Linked DNA regions of Gossypium hirsutum: all the other regions are linked to region 2. A link is a contact called in public Hi-C data. All regions are on one chromosome and are shown on one strand. Each heading gives the region's core, a stretch centred on a gene start, on an enhancer-like site or on the middle of the called end of the contact. The rest is flanking DNA. Distances are from core to core; before and after follow the strand shown. Region 1 has its middle 39 kb from the start of LOC107959974. Region 2 holds the start of LOC107960332. Region 3 has its middle 94 kb from the start of LOC121229884.

Region 1 (3,161 bases), core at 81-2,580, 500 kb before region 2:
TACTTAAACGTTTTATTGACAAAATTCGTTTTTCCTTCAAAACAATTGATTTCCAGGAAATAAACTCGGTTTTCTTATACATATTGATCTAAGAATTTTTGACGCAAAGTATACGATCTAGAAAATGTAAGCAAACGTTGTTTTCAACTAAAAAGTAAAGTTAGATATGTTTTTCTTTTAAATCGAGGTTTTTAAATGATAAAACTTTACGACTCTTTTTGAAATTTACAAGAACTAGATTTTCGGCTGTTATACTAACCTTTCCAGATTTGGCCATAACTTCTAGACCGGATTTGGGGTGTTACATTTAGAATTAATGCCAAAATGCCAAAATATATAAACATTGAAAGATAAATTTATTATTATACCAATACCAATTAAAATTATATACAATTGATAGAAGACATTAACAATGTAATTAGTTATCCTAAATTGTTCACTTCTGAAATTAAATTAATCTAAATTTCTTTTTAAAAAATTAATTAAATTGGAGAAACCAACTTCCCATCCATCTATCGATAAATAAAAGTGAGATTTGTTATAACATGAAATTATCTTGTCGTGAAAAGTTTGTATTTTGTTAATACAAAAGTTTTAAGTCTAAATTTAGGTCTTTTAAAGTTGGTACAACAAGTTCTAAAGAGTGTTGGAGCAAGTTTAATGCTTTAACAGAACAAAATTACAAATAATTTAGAAAATGGTTTGTCGGAAAATCTAGAAAAGTCTAGCCCTAATAATTAGCAAAACATTTAAAATTTTTTTGTATCTTTAATAAGTTGGATTTTACCAACATTTTGATATAACACTATTAATTTGTCAAATTGAAGTTATGTCATCATAGGAGACAAATTGATAATTTGACCAAATGAATGGAAAGTTTTTGAAATTATTACAAATTGATTTCAACAAAAAGTCCAAACATTTTATGTAGAAAAGGAATTATTTTATTTTATTTTTGATTATTTTTAATATCTATTTCTTTTGACTTTCAAAATTTTAGTTCAGTATTAATTGAATCTATTAACTAAAAAAATGAGTAATTTTTTAGTATTATATAAATAAAATCATAATAGTATAAGATAACACATGTAATAATATAAGATTTGAAAATAATAGAATTTTAATTTCAAAATTAAATTTAAAACTTACGAATAATATAATATTAATAGTAGAAAGTGACCCGAAAAATATGAATATTCTTATTAATTATTACAAATAGTAGCATGGAATTTAGACATGGAAAGCTGAGCAGGTAGGGGCATGGGCAGTTCCGGGAATTGTGGGGGCACCAATGGTCCTCTCGCCCACTTGTATGATTAAGTAACATATTAATCCATCCTGTTCAAATTGCCTGTCCGATAAAGACTGCTCGTTCGTGATGGCCTAATCCTCCGCGGGACCACATTCTCCTCTCCCTCTTACAATTTCATCTCTTTTTCAAGTTTTGATTGCAATTGCTATGTTTTGGGAAATTTGATGTTTAATATGTTTTGGATAAAAACTATTAAATTAAAAGAATTGAGATTGAGCGCAAATATATATAGTTGACTTCAAATATGAGATACTCTCTTATCTCCATATGTTTTTAATTTTATAATATATTTTTTTAATATTATGTATTTCTTTATTTAAGTGAGCAAGCGTTACAATCCAGTAAAATGAAGTATTATGAAAAGCAAGATCGAAACATATCATGGAAAACAAGTGTGATGGCAAGTGGTGGTTATGGAATGATGAGACCTATAGTTGTTGTGATCTTTGAATGAAATTTCAAAGTAAATTTTAAGTATTTAGATTTACTAAAAGATAAAAAAAATCCCTAAATGAAACATTAGATTCATCATTTAATTTTTTAAAATAGTTATCAACAAAACAAGTTGCATATTTTATAGATATGAAAAAGATGCAGTTAACTCACAAGAGTATGCTATGAATGATGGGTAATCAAGGTGAAGAAAATCATGTTCATGTTACTAATAGTGAGTACTGAGAGAACAATTACGAAGATAGTGGATATAATAATCGTTTCGTGAAAGTTACACTTTTATAATTCATTTTGATAAAGGGAGTGCTACTTGCAAACTTAAGTACAAGTGCTTTAACAATTTACTCAATGTGGAGGGAAAAAAGTAGTTATATACCCGAGAAAAGTTAAGAAGTAAACTTCTTGATAGTCTCTGTGTTTGAGCTTCCAAGTCATGCTTTTCAAGGCATCCCAATAGTGGAGCAAATCGTACAATCTTACCAAAGAGTGATTTTGTAGGGAACAATATTTTCTGACACTACTATTAACAGAAGTGTTAATAACAAAAAAAAATGATATCTATTGTGTAACTAGTATGACATTAATATTAGATATTAAATATTTATAATCTAAATATTAAAAATATGTTACTAAACATTAAATAATAAATATTTTTTAAAATAGAAAAAATAAAGTACTTATAGACATAAATGAGCTACTTATAGATCTAAATGAGCTCCACTTCATTTATAATTTCAAAGTTTATTTAAAATATAAGTGGAGCTTTTAGTTATTTTTCAAATTGATAATGTATTATGTAATTAATATCACATTAAAGTTTAACATGAAACATTATAATCTAATCATTAAAAAAATATATTAAGTTCACTAAAAATAAATAAAAAACAGAAAAATATTATAAAAAATTGAATGTGTTTTGGTTAATAATTTACATTGATTTGAGCAAAATTTAAAGTAAATATTTTAAGTTGATAAGCTGAAGCAAATACGTATAACATTGACCTACTTTTCACCTCTATTGTAAATGATGACAACTTATTAAAATGAATTAATTATCCCATATCTGCTAAATCTTTGAGCTTTATTGTTCTTATCAGATTATGGCTATGCAAATTTTGTGGCTGAGAAGATAAACATCAAATGTTGAACACCAAGTCCACAAAACACTTAAGTCCTGGATGTTGGACTTGGTCCATTGGGCTAAACCATTCAGCAAAATATAATTCATGGCCCAACATGCAAATGCCAAAATAGACATATCTGATAAACTAATCCAAAGCATCAACTATTGTGGTTTTGCATTTCTTTCATCAAAAATAATTTATACAAAATGTTTTCCTGTTTGTTTTATGGAAAATGAGTTATAGACTTACACTTTGAAAAATAGTCATTTTCT
Region 2 (3,242 bases), core at 556-3,055:
TAAACACAAAAACTATATATCTAAGTTCCAGAAATACATTCAATGTTCTAATAAATTGTATTTTATTCCTATTACCCCTAAATTAGGTTTCATATTAGTAGTGATTTAAGTTCTAATTATCATTCCTTGTCCAGACTGATCTGAGTTCCTGGTAACATCGTAATAGGGTAATACGCATGCAGTGCAGAGAGAAAAGAGTAACGACAGAATCTTTATCTAAAAAATTTGCAATGACTGGTTAAGACATCAAAATAACCTAAGAAGAATAAAAACTGAGTAGAAGCACGATAAGTTTACATTCCATTGAACTCGCCAAACGTCTATGATATATACAAAATATTCACAGTTTACAGCATTCCCAAGTTACCAAGTTGAAAATGTTATAATCCTCAAAATGATGTAAATGCTCTTAGTGAAAGATCTATTTGTTTCCAATTTATTTGAAGAAAAATGTAACAATATTTTATAAAATATTGGTAGAACATCTGCACCATTCATCTAAGTTCTAACTTACAAATATTTCTATAACCCGCATCTTTCAAATATATGAAATGGAAATGCATTTGAAATACATTAAAATGCTTGACAGATGAAACAACTTGCTCTAACTCTAACAAGACCATCAAAATAAAAAATTGCACTCAGCACTTGGACAATGGAGAATGTATGCCAACTCAGCTAAACGTGCACTGTCCTTTATGAGGCAGGTTCAGCAACAGGACTCACTGCCAACAGATGCAAATACCTCAACTTTTTCTATTAGTAACAAGCCTTGAAACATTCAGTAAGAAAAGATCACACTAAAAGAACAAAGCATTACCCAAACAAGGCAAACAATTTGAATTACTAATGCAAATGCAACAAAAATTAACAAAGCCAACCATTTGAATAATACTACGAGAAAGAAGAAACCCCCACTTACACAGAGATAAAGAACTAGACATCCGATAAAGGTTGCTATTAGCAGAGTCCAAAATTAGCAGCTCTCCACTGGGCAAAATCTCAACAGTGTGAGGTTCAACCCCAAGCTTACTTCCATCAAACACAGTCTCCACAGTGTATCCACCCTCAAACTTCATCATTGGACGGCCAGTAATTGCTATACATACATAAAATACCATGGAGATTACCACATCAGACGCTAATCTCAAAGCCAAAAAAAAAAAGAGGAAATGTGGGTTTTAATTCTAAATTCTAATAGTCGGAGATCTTAACCTGTTTTAGTGGTAGCTTTGAGTGACCATAACCATTTCATAGAAGCAGACACGGCATTAGAGAAAACCCCACTTACGATCTCTGCGGGAACAAAGAATCAAATTCATTTTCCATTAAAGCAAGGATTTATCTTAAATCTAGAAGCAGATCAAAATCAATGCGAGCTTTTTCATTTGTTAGGAAACTTACTTGCAGGTGAAGAAGTAGTAGGAGCTGAAGTGACACCTCCAAGAAGAAGCAAAAGAGCAATACCCAAGACCAACACATTTTTACCCATTGCCACTTTCACTCAAGCAAAAAAAAAAAAAAAAGAAAACCCAACAAAGAGCTCTTAGATATGTAAGGATATTCAAGCTTTACACATTGAGAAGAAATGCAAAACCCTATTCAGAATCTGGGTCTTTTGCAGGAAAGTGAATGAACACTTTGAGCTAGAGTAAAACAGTGTGCTTTTCAAATTTTTTTCCTAGTTTTTTTAATAACAATAGGAAAAGATGGTTCTTTTTCTTGGTTTCTTTTGAGACACCGTGAAGAGTAGAGTGGTGAGTAGAAGAAGAGGAAAGGGAAAGAGACAAGAAAAAGGGAGGAAAAGCAACAAGAAAATAATAATAATAATAATAAAGCAAAAGAGGTAAAGGGAACTCGCTGTGACAATGAAAGAGAGAGAAAATCAACGTGATGTGGTTATACCTGGATCTTCGTGTATTAGTACGGGATTAATGTATTTTCATGATTTATAATTATATTTAATATATATGTTAATATTTGATAGTATATACCTTTAAAAAAATATTTGATAGTATATAATTTTATATTATATCATGATTTATCATTTAAAGGAAATAAATTTATTAATAATGTACTTTAACCTAATGAGAAAACTTTCAACTTTTAAAAAGATATTAATCTCAAAAGGATTAATCATTGTAAATGGTAAGATGAAAATGAAAAATACATTAATTCAAAAAAATAAAGAAAATTTAATACATAAAAGTATATACTTTTATTATATCAAATATTAATTTTTAATATATTATATGTTTTTACTCTTTTTTAAGGAATATATTTTTACTTTTTTTATTAAAATACGCTTTTGTTGTAAATCTATTGATAAATAGATATCCATAATTCCCTTAAATATATTCTATCGTAACCCTTAAAGAATAAATGTCTATGACCCCTAAATTCATTATCTTATAACCCTTAAATCATTTATAGGGTATTTTAATGTTAGCTCTTAATGTTGGTCCTTACTGCTTTTTAATTTATGGTACTTGAAGCCCTATAAATATAGGGCATATACAAGCTTATTGTATCTTAAGTGAAAATTGAATCATTCTTTCATTTCTTTATTTTTTCTTTCTCTCTTAATCTTTACATTCTTCTTTTTAGTTTTATAATACGTTGTCAGCATGATCTTGCTCATAAATAAAAAATCTTATGTGTTGAAGATTACACTTATCCTCTATGATTTTTCATTTGAAGCTTTAGACGCAAGATGCAAAATTTTGAATGGAGTTTTTATTTTATGTTTCATATTTAGATTATTATTATTTTAATTCTTAATTAATTATGATTAATTTGTTTAATTTTTATATTTTAAGCATGTGAAAGTTTTGATCTCTATTTAGATCTTGATCAAATGCAATTTTGTGTCAACTTTTGTAGACTACTTGCAGTTTGCAACCTCTCCAACTCAGCCTAGACATTAAGCTCAAATTTGGATGATTATGTAACAACCCGCCTGATAAAACTTTAGGATACGTTTGGTTCACTATAATGGAATAAGGCTGTAATTGAATAGAGTTGTAATGAAATAGAGCTGTAATCAGTAGTTCAACTGTTTGGTTGAATGAAATGGAATAAAACTGTACTAGTATTATTGTGTTTGATTCAATGGAATGATGTTGTAATAGCATAAGGAAAAAAACTAAAATGATCAGAATACCCTTAGCAGAATTTTTGTTAGGTAGATGATTATTATTATTGTTATTAAATTTTAATATGATTATTATTGAAAATAATTT
Region 3 (3,011 bases), core at 365-2,864, 310 kb after region 2:
TAACATCTAATGAAATCTATGAAAACTTAAAATCTAAATTCTACAACTTAAAAATGAAACAAATCCAGCTCTAAACTAAAATCTAATTAAATTTATTAAAACTTAAAATCTAAATTCTAGAGCTAAAAATGAAACAAATCCAACTCTAAATTTAAAATATGAGAATTTCAAAATTCAAAAACTCTAAAATAGGATGTAATTGAACCTAAACATCTAAAATCTAAAGTTAAATAAATCTAGAGAAGATCTAAATTTTTTACCAAACTTAAATTAAATCTAAGGATATTGAAAAATAATTAGACTATAGATATGATAAGACAATTTTGCAATTTTTTTGTTGTAATGATAGTTAGAATGAAAATAATAGAGCTAAAGAAAAATAAGAGTGTAAAAGAACACAATTAACCTTATGTTTGTGAAGCCTCCCTTAGATCTTTTGTTCAATTACCAAATGAAACAAGAATACACTTCTTCCCTATCAGTTAAAGCTCACAACTTCTTCACCAAGAATGTCTATGCAACCCCGATAAAGAATTAACAATCCTACAACCCAAAATGGTCACTCAGCAGTGCTTGAGCTAAGTGTTACATCCACCTTAGTCAGCTAAGCAAACAATCGAACAAGAAAATAAACAAACAAGTTGAATGAAACACAAGTTCAACACAGCTTCAATAGAAATAAACTCTTAAAACTTGATCATTCTCAAAAGACTACGTCGTTTTATAAGCTTGGGAAATAGAAAAATATTTTCCTTTAAAACAATTGATAAGTGATTGGGAAGCTCCTTGAGTAAAGCTAATAGTTATCCCTAAAAATTAGCACCTTAAGCATAAAAAAAAAAGACTACCATGCTGATCAAATCACTTCAAGAAAATTAATTGAGAGACTAAAGCCTCTTAGTCGACCCATGCTACTATTTTGTCAAACATACCATAATCAAATGGATCACACTCAGTCTAATCAAAACATGTATGGGGCCCAAAACAATGGCCCAAGCATAGAAACAAAATTGTTATAACAATACATGGAACGAATGAACAACAACTTATAAATATTAATCTAAAATTCTAAATGAATTAAATCTAAAATAAATAAATCTAAATTTTAAAATAAGAATTTCATTAAAAAAATTACTAAAATTCTTAGAATATTTTCAAAAAGTAATAAGAACAGTAAACAGAAGCACAAAATGATAACAAGAAAATAGCAAAAAAAAAGAAAAGAAAAGATTATGCCAAAATAAAATTAATGCACTAATGATCACAATTATTCAACTAAAATACATAATAAAAATATTCAATTAAAATAAATTTAAATATTCCAAATAAAGAGAATCAAATTTTATTATTTACCAAACAATCATTCCTTTTAAAAAGAAAATTCTAGAAATTTAAAAATCAGATTAAATAAAAAGCAAAAATAAATTCAAAAAATATTAGAAATAAAAAGGTTTAATTTTAAAAATTAAAAAATGTAAAAGAGGGACTTGACTGGAAATTTTCTTGGTTTGAATAAAATTAAAAATCCAAAGACTAATCCTACAATTGTGCAAGGCGCAGGTCCCAAGAAATAAAAACATAAGCACGGGGGACCTCCTGTGCAATTTATAAAGGCGAAAGGCCTAAAATATAATTTAAAAACACGGAGGACTGGGTTGCAAATTTCTCTTTCCCACTACTATTTATTCCTGAAACTCAAATGTACTTTGTTATTTTTTTCTTTCAATTTTCAAATAACACTCTTTGTTTTTTCTCTCAGCTTTGTTTAAATTTGTTTTATGGCTCTACTATTGAAGAACCCAAGGATCTTTGATTTCCAACGTCAGAGCACCACACGCGGTGGCTGAAAACTGCAGAGAAAAAGATTTCTTTTTCTTTCTAACAAACTTTAAAGAAAAAAAAATCAAAAGGAACAAATAACCAAAAATTTCTTCTTTTTTCAAAACTGTTTCAAAAATAAATTTTTTCTTCACTTTTCGTTATTTTAGGTCTGAAAATTCACACCTTTTATTTTGTGGATCTGGTAAGGGTGGTTGTTCCTCATGGCTAGAGTTTTGAAACTCAGGATGTCGCCTCCTTGGAACCACCCTTCACCTTTTTTCTTCTTCAAAAATTGAGAAGGAAAGAAAAATCTTTTATTCATGTATCAAAAGAGCAAAAAAAAAAACGTGAAGACTGTCTTTGGAAAACCCTTTCCCTTTTTTCTTGTATCTTGATTTTCTTATTTATTTAGGATTCTGTTTTTTATTGTTTGCAGATTCATCGTTATACTTTTTTCCAAATTATCATTAATCACAAAATCGTTTCATATGCTGTTTATTGTCAACTGTAATTGGTTACCAACTTTTTCTTTGTATTCAGACTCGTGTTAGAAAAAAAAAAAGAAAAAGGGTTTTAAAAACCCTAACCCGAAAATTGGATACAGAAATGGGCTTTCGGGCTTGGACTTAACTTGGGTCAAGACTCAATTCCGGACTTCAAAAAGGACCTAAACAACTTGTGCTTGAAAATATTTAAATTGGGCTTGAGTTGGACTTGGACTTTAAAATGAATTTGGGCTTCAGACTAGACTTGGACTTTAAACTTAACTTGAATTGGACCTAACTTAAGTTTTAGTAAATACCAAAAGGTGGGCCTTAGTATTGGACTTTCAAAGAAAAACCAAATTTCAATATTATTTTATTTTATAAAAATAATTACCTGAAATAGAAATTTTTTATTTAACTTTTTTTTGTCTAATTTTCCCTTTTCCAAAAACAAGAATCGAAATGTGGATATCCAAATATCTACCCTTTTATGCCAAAAATTCAAAAATTAAATTAAGTTAAAAATGATTTAAAATTTTAAAATTAAATAAAAAAATAACTTATTTTAATTAAAAACCTTTAGAATTTGTGAGAGGAATTCAATACGGTCCTTAGTAAATTTTAAAAAATTCAATTCCAATTTCAAAATTAAATTAATATTAACATAAATTTAAAAGAAAAATAACTATGCTTAGGAAAAAGAAA

The links. A called contact is a pair of places that touch in the nucleus more often than the background predicts.
Region 1: a contact with region 2 is called in a Hi-C map of leaf, with 2.7 times the contacts expected there. The contact joins the enhancer-like site here to the promoter of LOC107960332 in region 2. A contact is called at or near these places in 3 of 34 Hi-C or Micro-C datasets (callus, leaf and petal).
Region 3: a Hi-C map of leaf shows a contact between it and region 2, with 9 times the contacts expected there. The contact joins the enhancer-like site here to the promoter of LOC107960332 in region 2. A contact is called at or near these places in 14 of 34 Hi-C or Micro-C datasets (anther, callus, hypocotyl and 3 more).

What each region holds. Positions count from the first base shown.
Region 1 is chrA05:74,856,726-74,859,886 of Gossypium_hirsutum_v2.1, forward strand. No RefSeq gene overlaps it. Among protein-coding and RNA genes, the nearest start is that of LOC107959974, 39 kb to the left of the region's middle. Within about 2 kb of position 1,331, at least 3 of the 9 cell types and tissues checked have an H3K27ac peak or open chromatin away from gene starts, as enhancers often do. A contact at or near this core is called in leaf, where this site is marked.
Region 2 is chrA05:75,353,189-75,356,430 of Gossypium_hirsutum_v2.1, forward strand. LOC107960332 reads right to left here and starts at 1,806. Exons shown (of 7, transcript XM_016896662.2): 1 at 1,405-1,806; 2 at 1,216-1,296; 3 at 923-1,099. The coding sequence starts at 1,492.
Region 3 is chrA05:75,662,872-75,665,882 of Gossypium_hirsutum_v2.1, forward strand. No RefSeq gene overlaps it. Among protein-coding and RNA genes, the nearest start is that of LOC121229884, 94 kb to the left of the region's middle. Within about 2 kb of position 1,615, at least 8 of the 9 cell types and tissues checked have an H3K27ac peak or open chromatin away from gene starts, as enhancers often do. A contact at or near this core is called in leaf, where this site is marked.